Regions from separate parts of the Mus musculus genome. Here regions 1, 3, 4, 5, 6 and 7 are each linked to region 2. The links are chromatin contacts, called in public Hi-C, HiChIP or PLAC-seq and promoter capture Hi-C maps. All regions are on one chromosome and are shown on one strand. Each heading gives the region's core, a stretch centred on a gene start, on an enhancer-like site or on the middle of the called end of the contact. The rest is flanking DNA. Distances are from core to core; before and after follow the strand shown.

Region 1 (3,415 bases), core at 87-2,586, 760 kb after region 2:
TTATCTGTTGATCTCGCCAGGAGATGCCAGTGCTCAGTCAAATTGGGATTGAAGAGGCCTTACGGCAAAGACTAGAGAGTTCCCGACAGGGAAAGGAGAGCCTTAACTTGATGCTAACTAGCACTTTCACTGCATAAAAACCAAAAGCCCAAACCCCAAATAAAAGAAGAATCCAGACAGGCTATAGTGGGGTAACTAGTTATGTTAACTCAGGAACTGAAATCTCCTAAATAAACCAGTAGTCCACCTAAACCAGTAGAATCTATCCTTAAATCTCTCAGAAATTCCAAAGCTGGCACACCACATCTAAACTTTACCTGTTTCAAGTTAATAGTGCAAGAAGATCGATGCTCCAGCATGGAGAGTGTGTGGTTTATTTACATCTGTATTTGTGCTTTGATTTATTTATTTGGAGATAGAGCCAGAGCACTCTTCTGCTTTGGTTGTTTGTTAGCTGAGAGCCCTCTGAGACCAGAGGGTCAGAAAAGGAAATGAATGAATGTGATGAGCCACTCTGCCTGTTTCTTCCTGTGTGTTGTCAGCTTTTCCAGGTTGTCAGTTTTGAATAATGCAGAGTGTATATAGACACTTAATGTCATCAAGATGAGCCTAAAAACAAGAAGGGCTGGTGACACAGTGGAACACACTCCATCAGAGAGCAAGATCCTTATACCAGGGGGCATTTTGGTATCAAGTTTATTCACCTACTGTTCTTTGTTTGACTTGTTTCATTTTATGTTCCAAAAAAACCTGAAATGGAAACATGATCACCCTGTACCACTTTTATCATCCTTTGAAGTTATGCTCATTGGCTGTTAAGGACGCCACATGGTACCAAAACAGATGGGTACCTGTGCACACCATAAGCACGGAAAAGATTGATTTGCATTTTGTACAAGAAAAGGGTTATCATGTCTTTTGCATCTGGGTGTTTCTTTTCCAGGAGATAAATATGCATGTTTGATGAATATTCAAAGGAGCCATCATGACCTTAGCCTGAGTGAAGATCCCATATTCTGGAAGTTTGTAATCTCTCCTACAAACTAAAAATCTTCACTATGAGTCTCAAAGCACCTGCAGACACATCTTTGAATACATTTCACCATGTGTAGTCTCTTTGACTTTGCCTGAGCCCCATCTGGGTCCTCTCCAGGGAGGTAGAGTTCAGCAGATTCCAGATGTTTCTGGCTTTGAACTGGGAGAGTAGGTGGAGGCAAAATAAAGGAGCTTCTAGTCTTCATCGAGTTTCCATGATAAAACCACGGAAGGGTGTGGGATATGGCTCAGTTGGTAGAATGCTTGCCCAGCCTGAAACTCCAGGGTCGATTCCAGCACAGCACAACCTAGGTGTGGTGGCGCAGGCCTGTTATCCCAGTACTGGATAGGAGAATAGGAAGCTGAGGTTACTCTTTCAGATCTTATACAAAGAGTTTGAGACGCCAGGCGTTGGGAGGCAGAGGCAAGCGGATTTCTGAGATCGAGGCCAGCCTGGTCTACAAAGTGAGTTCCAGGACAGCCAGGGCTATACAGAGAAACCCTGTCTCGAAAAACAAAAACAAAACAAAACAAAACCAAAAAACCCAAAAAAGAAAAAACAAAGAGTTTTAGACTAGCTGGTTTGGGCTACTTGATTCCTTCTCTAAAGAACCAACCAACCAAACAAACAAACACAAAATTGAAGAGGCTTAGCTTTAAAGGAATGGTGAAGGTACTCACATTAGTTAAGGAATTTGGGAGAGATTTTTGGAAGGGTCCATTACAGCTTAGTATTTATCATACAGTTATATTACATTTCTTTCTATTATTACTATTTATATCCAAAAGGTTATAAATATTGATTTGGGGCCATGCTTAAAACTTTATGTTTAGAGCTGATCTTTTTGATTGCTTTATTGGTTTCAAACATAAAAATCCTAAGTTAGGTCTCTCACTCATTCAATTGTGTCCTGACTAATGTTCAGCCCCGGCATTCCATCACACACTTGGATGAATAATGCTGTCTCACTCCAGATTGAAGCAGGGGAAATTTGCAATTCCCTCAAAGGATTGGAAATGAGCCTGTTGTCAAGCTGCCAAAGTAAATTAACAAGATTTAAAATTCACCATAATATCTATCAGAAATTTAAATGACTGGTAATTAAAGCAGGCCTTGCTCTCTCATGGCGCGTGCAGCCTGATAAAACAGCTCTGGTATTTTACCTCACCACTTCTGGGTGTTTTATTATATCTACTTGAGCACCAGGTGGCTTGTTCTGTAGAGTCTTATAGTCTATTAAATTCTAAACATGGTATAGTGGTAAAACACAATAAATATTTTATGCCACGGGTGAGGCTATGATCCTCAAAGTTACTTTGTGCCCTTGGGTTCTGTAAGAATGGTATTTTCTATAAAAATATTTGCTTATCATTATAGGAAGTTTTAAGGACACAAAAGGGAGAGACTCCCCGTAACATCACTTCATGGCAGTCATCATTAGCATGTTTGTGTGTGTTTACTGGGATTTATGTATTTTTGCTACATATTCTGAAATAGTTGTCATCCTTTTCCATATGAAACCATCTAAATATCTGTAAACCACCATTTTCTAATTAAAGAAGTAACTCAGTGAGAAGATAAAAGGAACCCAGAGTCTCATGGAGCAATCACCTCTATTAAAACGTCGGCATCTGCATATTATAACCCTTCGTTGTGTGTAGATGTATGCATTTTGAAGCCAGAGTGTTATTGAGGTAGTTGTCGGAGCTTGGGACTGGTGATACACTTACTTTGCAGAACCAGGGAAGGAAAGATGGATTTTAAAGAAACAGAAGATGTTTCTAGGTCATTTGGCAGTGAGAATGGTTTTCACTTTCTTGCCAGGAGCTGCTGCCGATGTGTAGGGAAGGAGAGACGATTGAACAGGAGAGAAGACACTTCCAGCTTAGTTACTTTGTAGTCGCTTTTGTGAGTGTGCCAAGCTGCCACCAATGAGCTGGGATTCCTCCTATCAGGCGGCACTTCAAACTAGGGTGCCACAGAGGACTTTAGCTGAACCCCGGCATGTCGGTTGGGATCTTCAAAACATCCTTTCTGTGTAGGGAAAACCCAGAAGCAGAAGACACACAACCAAAACATCTAACGCCATGAAGATTTGTCCCCAGCTCATGGAGATTCTTGACAATACATAGACTACTGTTTATTATTATTTGACTGTTTGCAAAGATGATTTTTAAAATTTTGGTCACACTCACTCTTTCCTCCAGCTCCTTCTGGATGCACCTCATTTCCATTTCCTAAGCTTGGTGTCCTCATTCAGAGAAGAAAAGAAAACAAACCATGGAATCCAATTGGTATTGCCTATGTACTCTTGGGTGTGTGGCCTCCCTCCTGGGTGTTCTTTACATGGCATACCCTTAAAGGAATGGACTCTCCCTC
Region 2 (3,314 bases), core at 708-3,207:
CCAGGATATTGGTATCTTCTCTGACTAAAGGCTGACATTACTACAAGTCTATAAGTGTAAGCCTACATATTTAGAAGGCAGTTTGACAAAATGAGCTCAAGACAAGCCTAGGAGCACATAAGACCTTATCACAGACCAGAAGACATGGGAAGAGGAAAAAAAAGGAGGAGAATATGGAGGAACAATAGCAACCTCAGCCACAAAAAGGAAAGACAACAAGAAAGCTGAAGATGTCCATCTACCAGCCAGGGAGACTGTCTGTCCTCCAGATTTGTATCAACATCAACATAAATCTCTATTATTTAAACTACACAGTCTTTCATATCATGTCCACAGCAAACAGAACACTGAATGTTAAGTCTTTCAGGCTACTCTTCAACTAGAAAATTAAACAGTTCATCTCAGTAGCTATGGTACAGTAAACAATGCTATATACAGTGATTGGATATCATTTACATTTGTTGGGAAGCTAAGTTTCTGCCAGACTATGACTGGAAAATCACCAGCTTCTTGCCCATAAGCTCTCAGGAAGCAGTGCCTGCTTCACTGTTAGAGCAGAGCAGCTTCAGTTGCCTGAAACCCACATGAGAGATGGGAGTGGGAATGTGTCTTTACTGGTAAACTGTTTGTCTAGCAAGCAGGAAGCCCTGAGTTCAATCCTAACCCAAACCCTAGCACACCTAACCCTAACCCCAGGTCCAATCTGAAACCTAACCCAACACTTCTTCCTGGCAGATAGTCTCAGGGGCGTCCCATCTCTCGCCATGAGAAATAGAAGGATCAAATATTCAAGGTCACTCTGCTACATAGTAAGTTCATGGTCAACTTGGGATACAAAATACCCTGTCTCAAAACTATAAAATAAAATGAAGACGCCATGGAAACTCAAGATGGTCCTTACACGATTCCCCAGAAGCCCCTCTAATTCTCCAACATTGTGTTAAATTTAAATATTTTATTGGGAGGGTACTACACTGGTATGCCTTTTTGTAAGTCATCTATGCTTGAGGTAGGAGTTCCTAGTAATGAGGGTACCCGAGTCACGTGCTTCTATAAGAAACTATAATAAGCTCATTGTTTTACCAAGCTGGATTTGAATGAGATTTTTTTTTTTTTGAGGCAGGGTTACTCTGTGTAGCCTTGGCTGTCCTGGAACTCACTTTGTAGACCAGGCTGGCCTTGAACTCAGAAATCCACCTGCCTCTGCCTCCCAAGTGCTGGGATTAAAGGCGTGCACCATCACCGCCCGGCAAGATCCTTTCTTTAATCTGTCAATGTCCTCTATTTAGGGTTTATAAACATTTATTTACATCTCCCCAAAGAGGGAAAAGTCCTGTGAGAACTTATCTCCAGTCATGAAAACCAATTAAAAAAATATGGACTTAAATACCAAAGCTAGAACAAAGTTTCTGGAAGAAAACATTGACGAATAGCCTTTGGATAGACAAAAATTTCTTCATACTAAGACAATAAAAAAAAAAGTTTTCAGAAATTTACCAGGATGATGGGAAAATTGTTTTAAAATGATGTACTTAGTACCGCCACTTATTTGCGAATTAACAATAAAGGGTTTATTCTTTTTTTTTTTTTCAACATTCAATAAACGATGACGACACGCCCATCACTGTGCTAGCAACTGAGGGTACCATAGTGAAGACATGGGTCCTATTGGGCAAGAATAACGTGGTATCAACTGCTTCACGAGGTCAGCTCTTGACAGTCACCCACTTGGTTCTGGCCACAGCCCTTGTGATTCGGATCTGCAAATGAAACTCCAAACAGGTCGCAGTTCCGGCTCCAGCCAGGAGAGGGTGGCCTTGCCCGGGATCAAGCAGCGCTGTCAGCTTACGGGGTCACCTCTACGAGCGGAACCAACAGGCTGAGATACAGATTTCAGAGGGGCTGGTAACGGGTAAGCACCGGGCGGGCTCATTCGCCTGGCACCGAAGGAAGTAACAGAGCAAGAGAGAGCGGCGGCTTCCTGCTGGTGGCTCCGCCCCTCCGCTCCATTCTTTCCCGACCCTGGCTCTCACCCGTCTGTCGCCGGGTTCCCCGGGAGCCCGGGGCTCGATGGTACCGATGGAGACGCAACTGCAGAGCATTTTCGAGGAGGTGGTGGTGAGTGCCACTGTCCGTAAGCCAGAGCCATGGCTCCGGGAAGTGCAGGCTGCGTGCGGCTCCAGGCTGCGGGCCTGGGCCAGCTCCTTTCCCGCCCCTATGTTGACATAGGCGTCTGAACCGGGGTGGCGGTCCCCCCATCCCCGGACTGCTGCCAGATCTAAGAAAGTGCTGTTAGTTCCCGCCGCGGTCCCCATAAAAGTGTCGTGCTCTATCTGTATTGCCCGGGAATATTTCTCTCGGGGACATCTCCCACCCCGCCCCCTTTTAGTAGTCAGATCGTTTACTAGTTTTTGTTTGTTTGCAGAAAACAGAAATTATAGAAGAGGCCTTCCCAGGGTGAGTATGTGGCAGGCAGATCTTTGTGTGTGTGTGTGTGTTTTTTTAATTGTTGTTTGTAGATTTATCTTTGTTAGATTCCACTTAAGTTGGTTTTGAGGAGTTAAAAAAAATCTACCTTGCAGGATGTGTACCTGTTTAAAACTAGCAGCAGATAATGTGATTTTTGTTTTTTCAGAATGTTTATGGATACCCCCGAGGATGAAAAAACAAAACTAATTAGCTGCTTGGCGGCCTTCCGGCAGTTTTGGAGTGGACTTTCTCAGGTGAGACATTTCATGTTGAACATCCACTTAATGACGTTTGACGCCTTCCTTTTTACTTTTTACATCTTCTTTGATCTTTTTCTTAAGATCGTTTAGGAAAGGGAAAAATAAGACTGCTGTCATTTTATGTAAATGTACTTACTGGAGAACCTGTGTTAAAAGTTCAAGGTAATAAGATTGCAGTGGGAAATGTTTTAAAAATTTCCTTCTATGTTATATTATGTAAGGTAGTTTTTATCCTCTTTGTATAAATTGGCTTTGAATGGAAACAGATATGCTAAACTTTTCTCGTAAAAGAAAAATGTCACTATTCAAAAAATGGCCCAGTATTTATAAATATGTCCTCATAAAGACACTGTGATAGAGTCCCCACTAGAGTAGTATTTCTCATGATGCACTGTAGACAGAGAAGTGAGCCGCTGGGCTTTCTGTGCCTGTGAGCTAGTATAAAATTTGCCACCCAGTTATGGATCCTAAAGGCAATATGTTCATGTTTTAAACTTTCTATTTTCAACAGGTCATGCTTTGACGTGAACCTGAAATATATAAGGCAAGCGTGACCAAGCTCCACACGCTGGCCGTCTTCCTGAT
Region 3 (3,713 bases), core at 123-2,622, 560 kb after region 2:
CTCAAGAAAAATGAAGACTGAAGTGTGGACACTATGCCCCTCCTTAGAAGTGGGAACAAAACACCCATGGAAGGAGTTACAGAAACAAAGTTTGGAGCTGAGATGAAAGGATGGACCATGTAGAGACTGCCATATCCAGGGATCCACCCCATAATCAGCATCCAAACGCTGACACCATTGCATATACTAGCAAGATTTTATCGAAAGGACCCAGATGTAGCTGTCTCTTGTGAGACTATGCCGGGGCCTAGCAAACACAGAAGTGGATGCTCACAGTCAGCTAATGGATGGATCACAGGGCTCCCAATGGAGGAGCTAGAGAAAGTACCCAAGGAGCTAAAGGGATCTTCAACCCTATAGGTGGAACAACATTATGAACTAACCAGTACCCCTGAGCTCTTGACTCTAGCTGCATATGTATCAAAAGATGGCCTAGTCGGCCATCACTGGAAAGAGAGGCCCATTGGACACGCAGACTTTGTGTGCCCCGGTACAGGGGAACGCCAGGGCCAAAGGGGGGGAGTGGGTGGGTAGGGGAGTGGGGGTGGGTGGGTAAGGGGGACTTTTGGTATAGCATTGGAAATGTAAATGAGCTAAATACCTAATAAAAAATGGAAAAAAAAAAGAAAATATCGAATAAAAAATAAATATAAAAAAAAAAAAAAAGAATTACATAAATGTAAAAAAAAAAAAAAAAAAAAAAGAAAGTTGTGTAGTGAAATTTGGGGAGGCCTATTTCTTTGTGTTTTCATTTTTATTTATTTTTTTTTGGTTGTTGAGAAGTAGGTGTTGATTTTTCTCTGGTCTGCAGATGATGTATTTGAATAGGAGAGTCTGTTGTTGCCTTGGGAGTGACAGTGTCAGGAGGTGCCCATTGAGCTGCCAGAGTATGCCTTGGTATTACTTCAGTGGTTTTAAGATAGCTTTTTCTTAGTTTTAGCTGTCATGAAATAGCCACATGCCATAAATATGAAGTTCAAATAAATATTCTTAATATGAATACAAATTATTTAATTTTTTTTTTTTTTTTTTTTTTTACTACTACTACTACTCAGAAGTTTGAAAAAGAAATTTCTGCCACTGTAGATCCAAATTTCCTGTTTGAGATGATGGTGGCAGGCTGTAACTTGCAGATGTATGTTTATCTACTTAAGTTTTGGTTCAAATGGGGATTTTTCTCAAGTTTTTATGTTTTCCATTCTAAATTAAAGCAACTATTATGTATATTAGTTTTAAAGTTTGGATCAGGAGAGTGCAGTTCCACTAAGCAGTTTGTAGGGGAAACTAGTCCTGCTTCTGGCTTTTATAGACTCTCTCTGAAAGGGAGGGGCTGTGATCAAGTGGCTTCCAACAGCAGGGGAAGATGGCTTGCAGCTGTGCTGTTTTGGTTCCCCTCCAGATAGTGTTTGTGTGCACCGTCAGAACATCTTAAAGCCCACCCTGGACAGGGTTCAACTCTATAAAAGGAGCACTGTCTCATAACCTCACATGCTCTTAGGGGTCCTGTTGGTGCTGGTGGTCTTCACTGGTTATTCTCTGAACTGAGCTTTTATTAGACTCAGGCCTCACAGTTTCAGAGTAGGAATCACAGTTGTAGTTTTTCTATCTTGTAAAATAAATGTAGTTGGGCCCTTGGTAAACACTCTGATGAGAACTGACCACCCTTCCTTAAGCTCTTCCGCTTTAGTGGTGAGTTTTTCAGTTCTCTGCCTTCATACATCCTATAGGTACACTGACACTCATTGGGTTGTGTTCCTCGTGGTAGTTTACTAAGTTCTGCTTTACAGATCAAGTTTATATATCAGAAGATGAAAGATTATACAGGAAATTCCAAACACCGAGAAGTTAAAAAGCAGAAGGGAACAATCGCTTCTCTTTGAAATTGTTTAGCCCAAGGGTTCTTGTGTGCTTCCTGTTTGTTTACATGGATTGTGTGTGTGTGTGTGTGTGTGTGTGGTGCCCCTCATTAGAAGCGATTTCCCCTCTCTTCTAAGATATTGGTGCCTTAGGTTACATACGTGGAGCATGTGTCATCCTGCCCTCTGTGAGGTGTGGTAGTTACTGCTTCCTGCCTTCCCAGTGCCAGCCAGGCAGAGCTTCTGTGGCCTGCTTGCCTCTCCCTCCTGCACCACACTCTCTTAGCACCCCTTAATCTTTGTGAGTCCCTACAGCTGCCTTCCTGTGTGTGTCTGGATGCCTCCCGGCATTCACATTCAACGGCTGGCTCCCTTCTTGTCATCTCACACTGTTTCTTGAAGTTCCTTGAAAATTCATTGGGAATGTCTTCCTTACTCCCTTTGCCCCAGGGCTCTATCCCCTCTGACACTACCTGACCTAGCAGTTCGAGCCTCTGTCATTCTGTCACTACCCAGCCTTTCATTCTTCAGTCTAGTGTTGTATAGACACCTCAGTCAAGTACCATCCAAGTAGCTTTGATTCCTTTGTTCTTATTCCTGGTCTCTTTGGAAGGTTCTTTAGGCCAGTTGTATTCCTCTTTGTCTTTTGACTTTAAGGAATTCTGTTCTCCTTTCCTCCACCACCTAGCTTCCTATCAGTCATGTCTGTTTGCTCACTAAACAGTTCCGCACCCCACCTCTTTGTACTTCAGTTGCCCCATCAGGAATCCTCCGGAATCGTTGGGGCAATCGTGTTATCAGCTTCCTTTCATTGTATCACTTGTTCTCAGACTGCCAGAGCAGTCATCCAGAGACACAAAGTTAATATTAGTTTCCATCGCCTAGAGGCTCCAGTGAGAACTTCTGAGTTCAGTACTGACCAGGCATTGTTTGGCTGTGACTTCCGTTTTTCCACCTCTACTCCCCACCCTTTGTTCCAGGCAGATGAGGCACTCCCCGTTCTCTGCAGCACATTTATCTTTAATGGTCGCAGGCCCTTCCCCACTGTTCCCACAGTCTGGAATGTACTTATGCCTTCTTATCATCTGCCAGGAAGCTCCCCCTATCCTTCAAGGTCACTTTGGGAGCCTTCTCCCCTCATCAGTCACTTACTTACTGTTGAATTGTCTGCGCTTCCCTTATCGTGCTTACGGTTAATGAGAGGAGGGTTATTCCAGCCCTCCTCTCATGCTGCCAGGAGCCACTTTCCTTAGAGGTCGGTAGCCTCAGAACCAAAATCAAGATCTCATAGGCAAAAGCAATGATGATGTACAGGCTTGCTGGCGCGTAGTTGTGTATTGTGCTGAACCGAGGGCACTTGTGTTGAGAGTGTGTTTTTACTCAGGGGTACGATTGTCTTCTTCAATTCAAGTTTGAGTGCTGAAGTCACAGAAGCACATGCAGAAGTCTAGTTCCAGGTAGGATGCTGTAGAGCTGCAGTTGGGAGGCTGCTGATCTCCAGAAGGAACGTCAGCAGAAGTGCCGGGAGGTAGACTGGCTCAGGCTGTACCCCCCAGGCTGTGCCCATCAGCTAGCACCTTCATGTTTTCTAGTAGAAGCAATCTGTGTTCAGCTTCATACAACTTGCTTTTTGTCTTATAACTTTTCTACATTGTGTGTGGACAGGAGTGAGTTCAAAGGTCTGCGGACAGTTTTTGGGAGCTGGTCCATCCCTAGCCTGTGAATCCAAGGCATTGAATTTAGGTTGTCAGGCTTGGCAGCAAGCACTCTTACCCACTGGACCATATGGCCTCTTTATGTTAATGATAGCATTATTTTTTTTTTTTTTCCCTTTTTTATTAGGTATTTAGCTCATTT
Region 4 (3,844 bases), core at 1,330-3,829, 530 kb after region 2:
TTCAGGCGTGTCAGCCGTCAGCCTTGGGGTCACTTAGAAACACAACTGTATAATTGCATGGACGACTATAGAATTGCAAGGACTTTCTGAAGGAACTATAGTAGGAAGGATGAGTGAGTGAAGAAGGAAAAGCTCACGTTATTTTGTAGCAGCTACAGAGAGCAGCCTGGGAACTGCAGTTTTCTTTACCGGGAGCTCTGTAGCACAAGCTACTGCAGATGGTTCTGCTGCCCCTTTCAGCCTTTCCAGCACTCAACTGTAGATGATTCATACATAGCTGGAACCTACCTTCAAGACAGCACTGTCTCTACTGAAGCCAAATTGTTCCTAGCTTTCTTTCTAGGTACATGACAGGCACTCGGCACTACTGCTGTTAAAAAGTAACCTAGACAGAGGTTCTTAATAAGCACGGCACACAGATAGGCACACAGCACCTTGAACTGAGCCCAGCCTCTGTCCTGCTTGTCACTGTGAGCTGTGCACATGCTAATGCCAGAGTCCGTGGGAGCTGCATGTAGGCACAAGTAGGCTGGATCTTACTTACCAACTAGTGACTCAGTCTACTGTTCAGAAAACACCGTTAATGGGAAAGATTGAAAAACAGTCCCCAGTTGTCCAGTTAGCTCACATCTGAGGTACCGGTTTCCCAGGCTGAAGTTTCTAACATGGGCCAGAAAACCCATGCATTTGACAATTGAACTTGGAGCTTTGTTTTTGTGTGCCAGACCTCTGTGTGACCTCGGCAGTCGCTCTTCAGCTGGTCCCCTCCTTGGAAGTAGATGTGTGAGAACATGGGCAGCCAGCGGAGAAAGGCATGCTGAGCTTCTTTAGTGATTATCTTTAATTATGTTGGTGTCGACCGGCTCCTGTTTAGAGCAGGCTGAGCAACTCCAGTGCAGGGAGACTCGTCCTTTCCACATAAGCTTTCTTGTAGATAACAAGGACATAGATGTCCTTTGAAGACCCCGATAAGCTACTGACAGTAAAGTTACCTGGACTGCATTGTTCATGGAGATGATAGTCCATTACCATCATTAGTATTAATAACAGTGAAAGCAAGTAGTGGATTCAAACGTGTTGATTACTAGCCTTTGCTCCACTGTGAACTTTATCTTTAAACTTAGAAAAAGTATTTAAAATACCAGGTAAGCCTTTAAGCCTTTTTCACTTGCTTGCTGTCTATTTTCCTTGGAGTTTCTAGTTGGAGTGCCTTGGTCTGCTTCTAGATCTTTTTCTTATATCATCTGTATTGCTGTGTGTGTGTGTGTTTTAAATGATTGAAAGTTCTGCACAGGAGTTTTGAATGTCAGCCTAATTTCTATTCAGTCCCCATTCAAACTCTGACTGACAGTAGTCTTTTGATATCATGTCTTGGACAAGGGATGTAGCTCAGTTGGTAGAATGCTTGCCTCCTATCCTTGAAACTGTGGCTGCTGTCTCCAGTACTTCTTAAAACTGGGTGTGGAAAGCTAGTCTTGGAGCCCAGTGCTTGGAAGGTGGAGGCAGGAGGATCAGGTGTTAAGGTCATCATTGACTACGTAGTGAGGCCAGAGTCAGTCGTAAAAGGTACAGTGGGTCTCGCAGAGTCAAATCAGTTACTACTAAGAGGGACAGAGCTAGTTCATGTGTGTGTGTGTGTGTGTGTGTGTGTACGTGTGTACATTGTGTTATTATTGGAACTTGTTTTCAGTTTTAAGTCATCTTTGGACACAGAAAATGTCGCTTGAAAGACACTGCCAGATACTTGTCTTTCTTTAAGAATCATGAATTTTGTTCACAGCTAGGATTTTGGCTCTCGGTCCCCCCCCCCCCCCCCCAGTACAAGGCACTATTGAGCTTTATTTTTTTACCACCTTTTTATTACTTTGGCTTCTTTTTATTTTTAATAAATGATCAGTGTGTGAAATTTTAAGCCAAATGAGGAACAAAGGAATTGCTGGTTTTCAAAAGTTTGTCTTTAATTTTATATTAAGGAGGCAATGTTGGCTTTATTTTTAGAAATTAAATATTTTATAGTTTTTGGGTAATTTAACACCTGCTTTCACCTCTTCTTAAATAACTGGAGAAATCTCCAAGTTGTTTGTATCCTTGGATAAAGAGCTGACAGGGACTGTCAGTTCCATTCTGTGACTTGCCCAAATGCCTTTACTTGATGTGTCAGATTGTAGCAAAACTGAGATTAAAATCACAATTAAAGTGAGTGAGTTGCTTGACTTAAGACAAGCAAACCCCTTACTCCACTTATTCAAATAATATAAAATATGACAGGTTGGGAACAGTGGGGAACCTAAGGGTAATTAAGTGCAGGAAGTGGCTTCGCACACTGCCTGTCATACCTTGGTGATTTGTATAAAATACAAACAGCTGCGATTCCAAATGCCCCATCCACTTCAGATGCTCACCTTTGTGAGCTGATTCAGTAAAGCTTTGTCCATATGTCTTTGGTGACTTGCTTTCAGTTTTCTTCACAAAAATGCAAAATATTTGGGGCCTATTGCTCAATGGAGAGTTGCGTACATTTGCCTTTACACAGCATAGTACCCTCGGGAGAAGGGTTTGTATGGAGGGAGACTGCAGTTTTTGTGAGGGAACGGGTGAAAAGGGCAGTTTCCTGAGCTGCTGCCAAAAGGTCTGAACAATTTGTAGTAGCTCGTGGTTAGAAAATAGTGTGAGGCAGGGGAGACGCTGCAGACGGGCTATGGGTGAGAGAGAGAGTCCTTTCCGTGGTCACTACAGACAGGCTGTGGGTGAGAGAGAGTCCGTCCCATGGTCACTAAACCTTTGTGACAATTTAGTTTATAAAAGTGAATTTTAAGTCTCAATTACTAGAAATGATGCCTTGGTTGGTTTTGGACAGAAATCTGGAGAGATAGTTGCTTTAGCAGAAGTTGGACAGCGGTGCACTGTTAGAAGTAATATTTCTGCTTTGCTTATACTCTGATATTGATCGAGATAACCCATTTTCCCTTTACCTTATATGAAGGTAAACATGCATTTTACAGGCAGAGGGGGTGTCTTCCCGGGAAGCTAACTAGAAAGCCCCCCCTTCCACAAGCTCACATGTTGCATTTCATTTGGTATTAGATTCACACGTAGACAGTTCTGTAACTACTGGAACTTGCCACCTGCCTGTGCTGACAGTATCAAGCACGATGCTGATATCCGTACACGGGCGATGTCACCTGAATGGCTCCTGACAAGAGAAGCAGGTTAGAGAGGGTAGGGTGTCTTGTACCGAACAGCTCTCGGAGCTGGGATGTGGAGCCCATCTGCATGGTTCTAACTTTTTTAGGAAGTTACTATTCCAGATCCTTAGCCTTTAGAATAAAAGTCTTGAGGGATTATTCTTGTGGAATGTGCTTGGACATGTGGAGTGAAGGTAGTATTGGTTGGGTTCGTGTCTCGCCGAACTCTGACTTAAGTTAGCTTTTGCCACACATAAGCATCCAGTCATACAGTAAGCTTCCCTGGTGAGGAGGAGGGCTCCAGATGCTGCTGTGCTCCCTGCCTGACTTTTGGCTTTTGTTGCGGGCACCTAAGCTTTTCACTAATGCACGGAAGAAGCAGATTAGGGCAAAACCTCTCTCTTAATGTTTTGTGATACTCAGCAATGTTGATTTTAATAATTGTATTTGTGTTAAGCAGGTTTTGCTCCTCATCTAGCACAGTGGTTTTCAGTCCCACTGGAAGGCAGATCCATTGGTAGACAGAGCAGAGAGGCTACATCCTGTCAGAGCAGTGCTGGTCCTCATAGCAGGATGTTAAAACTGGGGAGGTTGAACAGTCCAGTTCAAGCAAGCAGAGGCCACAGGCTGTGTACCAGGTTCTTTAGAGACTCTGACTC
Region 5 (3,579 bases), core at 78-2,577, 810 kb after region 2:
TTTTTTAATTAAAAAATGTTCCAAATAGTGTACTTTGATCATATTTCCCCGCCTCCAACTACTCCCAGGTAATTTCCACCATCCATGCAACTTCATGTAAATGTGTTCTCTCTTTGTCTCCAAACCACACAAGAAACAAGAACAAACCAACAACAAACAAGTGACTGAGAAACAAAAATCAAGACAAGCAGGCAAAAGACTCACAAGACGGGGAAAAAAGGCAAAGCAAAGCAAAGCAAAGCAACAGGAAAAAAAAAAAGTACACATTGAATTTGTTTTATGTTGGCCAACCATTTCCGGGGCCTGTCCTGGAGTGTGGTTCATAAGCCAAGTGAAATTCCATCGGAAAAATGGATCTATTGGAGATGACTTCCTGTTATGTGTGGGACTTCTCTGTCAACTTCTCCCCTATAGCCCTGGGACCCATACTGGCATGGACTTGTGCAGGCCGGCTGCATGCTTCACAGTCTCCGTGAGTCCGTATGTGCACCAGTCCTGTGGTGGTTGGAAGACATTGTCTCCTCGGTATTCCCCATCACCTCTGGCTTTCCTCTTCCTCTCCACCAGAGCTCCCTGAACCTGAGCAGAGAGATTTGATGAAGATGCCTGTCAGCACGTTGTCCTACTATGGATCTCTGTGTTGCTTCCCATCTACTCCCAGAAGCTTCTCCGATGTGGGTCGAGTGCATCACTGATCTATAGATATAGCAGCATGTCACCATGCTGACTGACATTTCTTAAAACTTAGAAATGAGTGAAGGGCTTCGCACACACTGAAGCAAGGGCAGCTCTGGGCCCTGATCACTTCCTGTCCAGAGGCCTCGCTGATATTTCTATTTTCCTTAAGTTTCTAATTTTTTAATTAAAAAATGTTCCAAATAGTGTACTTTGATCATATTTCCCCGCCTCCAACTACTCCCAGGTAATTTCCACCATCCATGCAACTTCATGTAAATGTGTTCTCTCTTTGTCTCCAAACCACACAAGAAACAAGAACAAACCAACAACAAACAAGTGACTGAGAAACAAAAATCAAGACAAGCAGGCAAAAGACTCACAAGACGGGGAAAAAAGGCAAAGCAAAGCATAGCAAAGCAACAGGAAAAAAAAAAGTACACATTGCATCCTTGCTTTTCCTCACGGAGAGCTTTCTTCTTGCCAGTTTTCTACAGAGTCACTGGTAATGTTCGCTGTTTTGCTCAACCCAGAGTGCTTCCCCTCATTTTCAGGGGTATGAAAAGGTCTATTAAAAAGGCTTCCTAGATCCTTTCAGTTAAAACAAAACCTGGGGAAGTGTCACTGTGCCGTTAAGTGTGGCCACTTGGTGGCGCCAAAAAGTAACCTTAACCCTTACAAAGAGCAATAGAAAGATAAACAGACACGCTTTTGATAAAGGTGTATTGCGACTGTGTACTTCTTCTTCTTTTCCCTTTTTATTTAAAATGAAGATGGTCAGTAGTCCAAGGAGTGAGTGTAAACTGGAAAAGTCTCTCAGTTCTTTTATCCTTGACCTATTTAAACTCAACTGCCATGGCTTTCAAGTATGTTCCTTGGGGAACTAGACTGAAAAGTGATGTCTGATGTTTACAGAGCCCTGGATACATGCATCACACGGTTTAGCATATAAATATTTCTATTGTTCATTTTTTTGTGAGTTTTCATTTTTCAAATCCTTACCACACTGTAGTTAGAACAGTATCCGTCACTGTCAATTTACATGGAGAAGCTGACTCGAGAGTGATAGAGCCGGGATTTGAACCCACCATCAGTCTCCAAAGGCAGAGATTTCATCTCTGCACTTGGTTTGTGTCCAAATGATTCTTTATAGGAAGGAAGTTTACTTCCATGACATTTGTACGTATGGTGTGTGTGCATGTACATTTGTGCATGCAGATAAGTATGCATGTGGTTCCGACCCAACTTGATGGCTGGTGAGTGCCTTCCTCTGTTGCTTCTCATCTTTTTTTTTTTTTTTTTTTAAGACTTCTCGCTGATCCTGTGGCTTCTTCTTTTGTTTAGATTGGCGGTCCAAGCCCCAGGGCTGCCTCTGTCTTTGCCTGACTAACATTAGGATTATACATGTGTGCTGTGGTGCCTGGCTTTTGTATAGGTTCTGAGGATCTGAACTCGGATCCTCATTATCCATTTGAGTCATCTGCCCAGCCAGCTCTTCAATAATTTTAACTCCTTGAAAAGAAAGGTTTTTAAAAGAAAAAGCCTTTTAAACATCCCCACCCCCACCCCCAATATCAGAAAGAACATTTGCTGCTGTACTTTTAACATGGGAAAAAATGACACTCACATAATTTTCCTTGTTTCAAAATTTCAAGTTGAAGCTTGTTCTTAAAGATTCACAGGCACATTTGGTCAGGGACTCCAACAGTGCCAGGCTAATGCTTTTGGAGTCTAGCAGTGCCAGATAATTCCTGCTTTAGCCTGAAGTCCCTGGGCAGCAATCTCCAGCAATATTCTCAGTTTCACGAGGCAGTTGTGTTCTTCACTTTACTGTTAGAAAAGGAACTTGACCCTTGGCCTGACCTTCCCCCTCTATTACAGCCTGAGGGACGAGTGGCTAACTCTCCAAGCTGAGCCCTATAAAAGAGGTGAGATGCCCTTTCTCAAAGTCTTAGGTGGGTAGTGATAGAGAGAGACACCCAGTACACATGCACATATCTCTACACATGAATTGCTCAACATGGCTTTAGTGTCTCTTTTTTACTTTGCTGTTCCTGTTATTTGTTGGTTACAAGGGATGTGCTAGTGGGAATCATGGGACTCTATTTTGGATGCTGCCAACCACAAGTGGAGCCTTCTTAGCTAGTTAACAAATTTGTGCTATTATCACTGAGGCATGCACAGAGAGTCCTGAGAGGGACCTAATCAACCTGGGATCCCAGTGCTATGACAACCTCAAAGACCATGTTCCCTTTGCTGGAGAATGGTTTATAGGTCCTTTTCTCTTGACAGGAGAGTTTTGCCTCTCTGCCTAATAAGTGTCTATGCTGGAAAAGCAAGGTAAGAGCTGGATGAATGGCAGCAGGAACTGGGAGGTTGGCAGGCTTGTTGCAAGGATAAAAATAAGTTGACACCGACTTCATGCAGCTCTGTAATTTGGTTGCTGGGATTCTCTGGTCAGTGAGAGAGTAGTAACTACTGGCCAACATGTGGGGTTTGGGTTATCTGGGAATTGTAATTACTCCTTTTTGTCTTCTCTTTAAAAAGACAATGGACATCTGGCTATATAAGCAGAAAATTTAGAAGCCACAGCACCTTTTGAAATTTACTTCTAGGTTTATGGAGTGAGACAATGCCTTTGGTGATGGGGATAGAAATCTCTTTTTATCTCCAAGGATTCTCTGCATTACTGCGGCTTCTGCCTAGTTTGGACTGAGCTGGAATCTTCTGTTTGCAATCATTTTTCATCTCTGAGAAGCATGCATGGAACCCTTAGGAGGAGTTGTGGATTATGTTTTTAGTACTTTGTGTGTCTTTGAGGAGAAAGGGCCGATCATCAGGTGTCTCCCTCCTTTTGGAAAAAAAAAGCTTTTGTTTCTAATCTAGATGGGTAGGGAGACTGGA
Region 6 (3,577 bases), core at 297-2,796, 670 kb after region 2:
GGCCTGATATTAGTAATTACTTAAGAGCACACAGGAATGCTTTGCTTGATCTTGGCGAGTTTTTGTAGACTGAGCAGAGACTTTACAATCGTTTTAAGACAGAGACTCATGTTATAGTCCAGGCTCAACTCAAATTTAAGCAAGTCTCCTGTCTCAGCCCCCTGGGTGCTAGAATCACAGCTGTGTACAACCATACCAGCTTTCAAACTTGTTTTTTTCAGTAGTTTAATATGAAACCGTCCAAATTAAGAAGCGGGTTGACTTTAGTGACGTGCCTAAAATAAGCATTAACCTTTATGGCATCTAGAACTTACTGAAAAACCAAATGAACATGCACCCTCTCAAAACACAGCTCGGCTCCAGAGCAAACAATCTCAGTCCAGGAACAAAACGCCCACAGCAGATCACCTAAAGCTTCTGAATGTATCCCGTGGTTTCCGGTTGGTTGGTTTGTTTGTTTTTTAAATCTACCCATCTTATGGAAAATCTCTGCTGCAGTCCAGATCCAATGTTTTGCGTTGGCTAAACGCCGATAGCACAATGCTTAGAACATTTCTTAAGCAGAAGTTCAGAGGCTGAAGAAGGCATACGCACATGTACATGATCATGGGTGTATACATGTGTGCAGAGTCATGAAAACCTGTGTGTGTGTGTGTACTATGAGTCCATCTTGACCTGCTGTATGCCTCACTTCACGCTTGAATCATTTTCGAGGTTCTGAAGGTTTATCTTGAGAAGGAAGCAGCAGAGATAAGATGTGGGGGTAGTACGATGGACTAGTTCCCACCTGGGCCATTCAAATCCCTTAAGTCTCTCAGCGGCACTCAGTGTCAGTGGGAGCCCAGTGCACGTGTGACTGACAGTAGTCCTTGTGAGGACTATGACATATACACACACATCTGTTACGTGGGGGAGGCAGACCGTGGACAGCATAGAGTCTGATGCCTTGAGAAATAAACAAGCAACCCTATGTCCAATTCGGTGATTCACAGTTGACTGTCTACGGGGAACCACAGTGAAGGACGCCCTATAGCAAGTGGACAAACCCTACGTACCTCATAACTTACAGAGTTGAAAGTATCAAACTTTGCCCCGTTCATCAAGAAAGGGCTGGAGGGTGGGGGAAGAAATCTGTCAATCAAACAGGTACATCTCCCCAGCTTCCCAGAGCACCTGCCGGCTTGGGTGTGTTTCAAGGATGAACCAAACCCTTCCTCGTGGGGTCTCACACTTACCTGCCATCAGTTTGATCCTGAAGTAGGCAAGAAGGAGGAGAAGCAGCAAGGTCACAGGCAGGAAGATCCCCAGGACCAGGACAGGGCCGGGGAGTTCCTGCAAGAAGATTGCCAGCACGGAGCTCATGGTCCCCACTGCTCGGGACAGGCGACTTGGCTCTGCTCTGTGGTTGTCCTTTCCCGAAGTTCTGGCCTTTGCTCATGCTTTTCCATGAAACCTGTTGTGGACTTTGCTCTGGCTTATTAGTGGAGTGAATACTGGAGCGCTGTTGGCAAGTTACTCTGTAACTCAGCTACAGTTGTAGAAGAACCGAAGAGTAAACCTCCCAAGCTGTCCTGGAGATGCGTCTTTGTCTGACAGGAAGTGGGATGGTCCTGGTAGGCTGGGGTTAAATATCTGACTTCAAACAAATGCCCTTCTCTCTATGTGTTTTCACAGAAACCCAGGCCCAGGGAGAACATTTACCCCTCTTCCTACATTTCAGAGCTGAAAATGTCGGAATTGTCATGGTAATGCCCATAGTTGATGTGACAGATACTGAGAAGGAAAAACACGCTTGCCACATGTGAAAACTGCCTGGTTGGTTCTGCTCTGAGTGCCTCTCTGGAGGGCACATTGATGGATTTGACAATCACTTAATTCTACTAGAGCCTGACCTTCAGTCTGGAAGTCAGATATACGCAGCAGAGACGTAGATGATAGCCGCAGGTGAGTGGGGGGGGGGGGGGGTCCAGACAACGGCAGGGCCCTGCCCTTTCCTAACTGCTGCAGCTCACTTTCCTCTCCGCTGTCTACTCATTTGCCTTGGCCCAAAATGCAGGCTGTTATGACAACTCCAGACTTCCAGGATAAGAGACGGCAATAAACTGGCAAATGCCAAGGTTCATGATCATCTATTGACTACCAGTGAGCTGCCTTGTACCAATTTAGGGGAAAACTTCCAAAGCTACTAGACTACTAAGGTTGACTAAAAGACTCATTTCCTAACTCAAAGGATCTTTAGAGACTTTGGAAAAGTTTGGGCTTTTTCTTTTTAAATTTCATTTTTATTTTATGTACATTAGTGTCTTGACTGCACAATATATCTGTTTGAGGGTGCCAGACAGACCCCTGCAACTGGAGTTACCTGCACTCGTGAGCTGCCATGTGGGTGCTGGGAATTGAACCTGGGTCCTCTGGAAGAGCAGCCAGTGTTCTTAACTACTGAGCCATCTCTCCAGCCTCAAGACCGAGGGAAAGTTTGCAGGAGATTGGTAACCACATTCAGGGCTTCACTTCCGACTTGTGTCCCCTCTCTGTCCCACCCCATAGGCTGCTGCTGGTGGGAAGCTGACAGAGTCCACTTTAAAGGACTGCCTTCAGTACCATCTACATTCTTCTACCTGGGACTGTGTGTGGCCATGCGGACAGGCTCTCACCTTCACTAAACAATTCAACTGGTAAGGGTAAAGGGGCCGGGGGGGGGCTTGCCTGGCATCCCTGAGTAAGTAACAAAGTTGGAAGGAGAGTGTTAGAACACCAGTATTGAGCCTGCATTCATTGAATGTATTTCCTTCTCTTCCTCTCTCCACAGAGGGCTGCTGCTGCTGTGGTTTGTGCATGCTCTCTGTTGAGATGGTTATTTGGTGCTTATTCAGCTGGGCTAGAATGCTGATTTGTAAAGTGTCAATCTTCAGAGAACCTTCATTAACTGGAGGCAAACAGGTTTGATGTTAGCCAGCTGCTAGGATGGATGTTCTGTATCCACCCACTCGGCAAGGCTTACCTGAATGCCTAGGCTTCGTTGAGTGTGGAGAAGAGGCAATGTGAATAACAGCGCTTAGCCCCAGATTCACATAGAAGCAAAGCTCTGGGGCGGCGCTGACTCGTTCCAATGAGAGGTCTGGGCTGTTCACAAAAAGTTCTCAGTGTCTGGAGCCTGAATAGCTGAAGCAGTCAGCTCAGATGCACATAAGCCCGAAGCATGGCAGGTCTGCGGAGAAAGGGAAAGAATAGACAGGGGCAGAAAGGCAGAGCTCATGTGGAGTTGAAGCTGGAAAGAGAGGTATTGGAGCTTATAGACTCTTTAGCCCTACTCAGGACAATGTTATGTGGACAGGGAGAGCCACCAAAGGTCTTTGAATGTAGATTTGCATGGACTTAGAAAGTATTTGACAACCCTTTAAGGAATAGAAGGAGAGATAACACTGGCTTAGTATGTCTCAAGGTGGACTCAAAATGCAATGGATGTGAGCTAGAAGTCAATAGTACAGAAGGGAGTGGGGACAGAGAGATAAGAACAGTTCTCATGGAATAATTGAGTGGGTAGAGGTGGATGCTACCAGTGCCTCCAGCCACCGTG
Region 7 (3,281 bases), core at 146-2,645, 510 kb after region 2:
AGATAATTTAAGTTATGGAGCTCAGAGACTTTCATCTCTACATCTATATTATGTATTTGTGAAAAAGGGAATTCAACATTTAATCAGAGCACTGCTATTTTTATAACTGTTAATTGGCAGAACTCTCGAACATTATCTTGTTTTTGGTGTATTATCTGCAGTCATTCCCACGGTATCTTCTACAGTGTGCTTATTTAACTGGTCTTGCAAAGGAACCTTTCCTCACTTACCCATGCCTTTGCTACTTGGTGTCTTTTATTTTGAAATTCTCATTTCATTATGTTTTCATAATGGCGACTTGTTAAAAAGACATGATGCCACCTCATGTCTTCTAAGACCTTTCCTTTCTCTGACTGGGTTTTACTGTTTCTGTGGTGTATTTAGCTCATCTTTCTGTATCCCTTATTTCTGTCAAAGTAAAAGTCTGTCTGAAGAATTCAAACCAGAGTAAACATTTTAGTAGAGTGTTTAACAGCCAGACCCATTGCATCATCGCAGGAACCATACAAGTCAGTAGTAATGAAGGTGATGATTTTTCGATTGTGAAATCATGATTTCCCCTTTTATATCATCTAGGAGGAGTGAAATTTTGGCAATACATATACGTCTAGTTCTTCATCCAACTTCTACCTAATATAGTATCCATTGGTGGTTTTTACCAGTTATCTTCCTGGAATTAGCAAAAGTTATAAAAAGGATTTTTAAAGAATTGGAGTCAAAATATACAAACTTTTTATCTTGATCTTTTTACAGCATATAGTTCAGTATTACAATTTTTTTTGTGATGTGCCGATCTTAACTGCACTGAAACTGTATATTCTAAAATGGTATTTGATGCTTTAAAAAAAAAGATTTATTTTTATGTGTGAGTGTTTTGACTGTGTGTGTATAGTGCACCCACCATGTGTATGTATCCTGGGAAGCCAGGAGCTGTCGGGTCCCCTGGAACTTGGGTGACAGGAGTTGTGAACTCCTATTTTGGTGCTGGGAACTGAACCCCAGTCCTAAGCAAGAGCAGCAAGTGCTGTTCAGCTGAGCCAACTTTCCAGCCACCTTAGTTAAACAGCTCTAACTCTCTTTGCTAAGTGGCTTTCCTTTATCAATGCGGGCTCGTTGTTTACCATAAAATAGTTTTAAAATAGGAAACACTGGGTAAATGTTTTAATTTTTTTTGCTTTATTGCATTTCGGAAGGGGGCTTAATAGTTAGACCCGTTTCTTTTTTTCTGTACTAATAGAAAAAGTTTTGGGCTTTAAATGTTGCCAGATGTTCAAGCGATTTCTACAGCCTGCGGCCTGTGGGAGGAGGGGGGAGTGGTCAGGCTGTGGGACCTGCGGAAGCAAGTTGCGTCCTGGGAGGGGTTACTCTTGCAGGCATGCTGGGAATCTCGGCCTCCTCTGTGCCCCTGGCTGCCTGGGGTAAGCAGCCTTGCTGGACTTCACTCTGTCAACTACCATGAGCTCTATTGTGGGCGTAGGAATGGTGGCGCAGACTCACTGTGGACCGAAACCTTTGATTGAACCTGTGTGCCAAAATTAAGCTTTCATCCTTACAAGTTAGTTTGTCTCAGGTATTGTCACAGCAGTGGAAAGCTAACCAGAAGCAGTCTGCTTCCTTCTTGAGTATTGTCACTGATTTAAGATTTTTTTTTTGGGGGGGGGGGTGCTTTTTTTTTTTTTTTTTTTTGGTTTTTGAGATAGGGTTTCTCTGTGTAGCCCTGGCTGTCCTGGAACTCACTCTGTAGACCAGGCTGACCTCAAACTCAGAAATCCGCCTGCCTCTGCCTCCCGAGTGTTGGGATTAAAGGCGTGCACCACCACATCCGGCCGATTTAAGAATGTTTATATATTCTGTGGATTTCAAGCAGTTACGCAGACATTTTTTTTAACCTTCTGAATCAGGGTCTTGCTGTTTGCTGGATTACACTGTGATTGGCCAGTCATTGTTTTTGTATGATGTCCAGGTTTCCTAAGTCCTTTTATTTTTTTCTTTTTTAAATTTAATTTTATTTACATTCTAGACGTTGCCCCTCTTCTTGGTCCCCTCCCCGTGTTTTTCAACCCTCCCCCCCAGAGGGTGCTCCCCCACTGCCCACCAGGATCCCCCTTCCCTGGAGCATCAAGTCTCTACAGGATTAAACTCATCCTCTCCTACCGAGGCCAGACAAGGCAATCCTCTGCTGCATACCTGCCTGGGGGGTCACTGGGTGGCTTTTCTTTCAGTCTCTGCTCCATTTTTATTCCTGAGTTTCATTTAGGCTGGAACAAATCTGGGTCAAAAAAATTGAAAATGGGAGGGTGTTCCCCTGCCTCAACAGGGGGTCATGTCTATCTACTGGAGGTGGTCTCTTCCATCTCCCCACTGTTGGGCATTTTGGCTAATGTCATCTCCATTGAGTCCTGGTAGTCTACATCCAAGGACTCTGGGACACTCTAGAGGTTCCCCACCCCCACTCCCAGTCCCCACCGCTGTATATTTTGATTCATTCTCCTGGCCCCCTGGGTTTCTTTCTTGTCTCTCCCCATACCTAATCTTGTTCCTTCCTTCCCCTTTCTGAGTCCTTTTACACTGGCTCTTTTCTTTTTTTTTAATTTAGAATACCATCAAATCCCCATTAGCTTTCACACAAAACAGTCTGTGATGTAAAGAAGTGTGAAGCTGAGTGCTTACACTGTGATGTTGCGGTAAATCTCCCAAATATGCCCGGCAATGAAAACCCAACCCAGTTCATATGATTACATGCTGTGCGCCTAGATCGGGCAGATTGGGTAGCTACACTACCATCTTCCACATCTCTGAGACCCCTTAGAACTTGCGGTTTCTCCAGGCCATGTGCTTCTGCTCTGCTTTTCTTCTTCTTCCTCCTCCTCTGCATCCTCTCCACCTTCCCTTTTATCTGCCCAATCATCAGCTCTCCTTTATTTTACAAACTAAGGTGGGAAGCAGGTTTAGAGGAAATCACCTGAGTGCTGACTCATTCCTTGTTCACAACCACTCACAGGAGAACGGAATTAACATCAAATATAATTAGCCCCAGGGTTAGCCACAACACTGATACCAACTTATCAGCACTTAGGAACTGGGTGAAAGTCCTGGACTTCTTGTTGTATGGTTTGTGGTCCTTTAATGCTTACAATGTTGTTTTACTATTTAGTCATGAAGAGTTTGTTTATTGGTTTTTTGAGCTAGATGTCATAATTTGTTCTTCCCAGGCCACTGATTCAGTTTGGAGCCATGAGAGTCCCAGCATCCTTCAGAGTCACAAGCCTGTCCTCAGAGGA

The links. Promoter capture Hi-C pulls out the DNA fragments that hold promoters and counts their contacts. HiChIP or PLAC-seq counts read pairs in DNA pulled down with a chosen protein or histone mark. Hi-C and Micro-C count contacts between places; a contact is called where the count stands out from the background.
Region 1: a contact with region 2 is called in an H3K27ac HiChIP or PLAC-seq map of embryonic stem cells, with 8 times the contacts expected there. The contact joins the enhancer-like site here to the promoter of Med23 in region 2. A contact is called at or near these places in 3 of 39 promoter capture datasets (liver and pre-B cells) and 1 of 115 datasets of contacts at active chromatin or transcription factors (embryonic stem cells).
Region 3: a contact with region 2 is called in a promoter capture Hi-C map of embryonic stem cells, with 2.2 times the contacts expected there. The contact joins the enhancer-like site here to the promoter of Med23 in region 2. A contact is called at or near these places in 5 of 39 promoter capture datasets (embryonic stem cells, hippocampal neurons, liver and 2 more), 4 of 115 datasets of contacts at active chromatin or transcription factors (bone marrow-derived macrophages, epiblast stem cells, microglia and 1 more) and 3 of 9 other capture datasets (adipose tissue, liver and pancreatic islet).
Region 4: a contact with region 2 is called in a CTCF HiChIP or PLAC-seq map of the NIH/3T3 cell line, with 5 read pairs. The contact joins the enhancer-like site here to the promoter of Med23 in region 2. A contact is called at or near these places in 3 of 39 promoter capture datasets (hippocampal neurons and liver), 1 of 15 datasets of contacts at CTCF or cohesin (the NIH/3T3 cell line), 1 of 484 Hi-C or Micro-C datasets (adipose-derived mesenchymal stem cells), 3 of 115 datasets of contacts at active chromatin or transcription factors (astrocytes, microglia and pancreatic cancer cells) and 3 of 9 other capture datasets (liver, macrophages and pancreatic islet).
Region 5: a contact with region 2 is called in a Hi-C map of the N1E-115 cell line, with 4 times the contacts expected there. The contact joins the enhancer-like site here to the promoter of Med23 in region 2. A contact is called at or near these places in 3 of 39 promoter capture datasets (the HPC-7 cell line, hippocampal neurons and pre-B cells), 1 of 484 Hi-C or Micro-C datasets (the N1E-115 cell line), 1 of 115 datasets of contacts at active chromatin or transcription factors (large pre-B cells) and 1 of 9 other capture datasets (adipose tissue).
Region 6: a contact with region 2 is called in a promoter capture Hi-C map of liver, with 6 times the contacts expected there. The contact joins the promoter of Smlr1 here to the promoter of Med23 in region 2. A contact is called at or near these places in 3 of 39 promoter capture datasets (liver and stem cell-derived epiblast-like cells), 1 of 115 datasets of contacts at active chromatin or transcription factors (bone marrow-derived macrophages) and 2 of 9 other capture datasets (adipose tissue and liver).
Region 7: an H3K4me3 HiChIP or PLAC-seq map of the SCID.adh cell line shows a contact between it and region 2, with 7 times the contacts expected there. The contact joins the enhancer-like site here to the promoter of Med23 in region 2. A contact is called at or near these places in 5 of 39 promoter capture datasets (cranial neural crest, fetal liver, hippocampal neurons and 2 more), 2 of 115 datasets of contacts at active chromatin or transcription factors (the SCID.adh cell line and pancreatic cancer cells) and 1 of 9 other capture datasets (pancreatic islet).

What each region holds. Positions count from the first base shown.
Region 1 is chr10:25,631,240-25,634,654 of GRCm38.p6, forward strand. All of the region lies in intron 3 of Gm29571 (predicted gene 29571), which reads left to right. Among named protein-coding and RNA genes, the nearest start is that of Gm36908, 11 kb to the left of the region's middle. Within about 2 kb of position 1,337, at least 8 of the 459 cell types and tissues checked have an H3K27ac peak or open chromatin away from gene starts, as enhancers often do. A contact at or near this core is called in embryonic stem cells, where this site is marked.
Region 2 is chr10:24,868,029-24,871,342 of GRCm38.p6, forward strand. It overlaps Med23 (mediator complex subunit 23), which reads left to right and starts at 1,958. Exons shown (of 30, transcript NM_001166416.1): 1 at 1,958-2,118; 2 at 2,426-2,457; 3 at 2,636-2,723. The coding sequence starts at 2,071.
Region 3 is chr10:25,424,874-25,428,586 of GRCm38.p6, forward strand. The region is part of intron 1 of Epb41l2 (erythrocyte membrane protein band 4.1 like 2); the gene reads left to right. Among named protein-coding and RNA genes, the nearest start is that of Epb41l2, 67 kb to the left of the region's middle. Within about 2 kb of position 1,373, at least 128 of the 459 cell types and tissues checked have an H3K27ac peak or open chromatin away from gene starts, as enhancers often do. A contact at or near this core is called in adipose tissue, bone marrow-derived macrophages, embryonic stem cells and 3 more, where this site is marked.
Region 4 is chr10:25,397,727-25,401,570 of GRCm38.p6, forward strand. The region is part of intron 1 of Epb41l2 (erythrocyte membrane protein band 4.1 like 2); the gene reads left to right. Among named protein-coding and RNA genes, the nearest start is that of Epb41l2, 40 kb to the left of the region's middle. Within about 2 kb of position 2,580, at least 14 of the 459 cell types and tissues checked have an H3K27ac peak or open chromatin away from gene starts, as enhancers often do. A contact at or near this core is called in the NIH/3T3 cell line, where this site is marked.
Region 5 is chr10:25,680,119-25,683,697 of GRCm38.p6, forward strand. No RefSeq gene overlaps it. Among named protein-coding and RNA genes, the nearest start is that of Gm36543, 32 kb to the right of the region's middle. Within about 2 kb of position 1,328, at least 7 of the 459 cell types and tissues checked have an H3K27ac peak or open chromatin away from gene starts, as enhancers often do. A contact at or near this core is called in the N1E-115 cell line, where this site is marked.
Region 6 is chr10:25,534,726-25,538,302 of GRCm38.p6, forward strand. It overlaps Smlr1 (small leucine-rich protein 1), which reads right to left and starts at 1,547. Exons shown (of 2, transcript NM_001195596.1): 1 at 1,236-1,547. The coding sequence starts at 1,362. It overlaps Gm29571 (predicted gene 29571), which reads left to right and starts at 1,661. Exons shown (of 4, transcript NR_136909.1): 1 at 1,661-1,944; 2 at 2,548-2,675.
Region 7 is chr10:25,380,791-25,384,071 of GRCm38.p6, forward strand. The region is part of intron 1 of Epb41l2 (erythrocyte membrane protein band 4.1 like 2); the gene reads left to right. Among named protein-coding and RNA genes, the nearest start is that of Epb41l2, 23 kb to the left of the region's middle. Within about 2 kb of position 1,396, at least 51 of the 459 cell types and tissues checked have an H3K27ac peak or open chromatin away from gene starts, as enhancers often do. A contact at or near this core is called in pancreatic cancer cells, where this site is marked.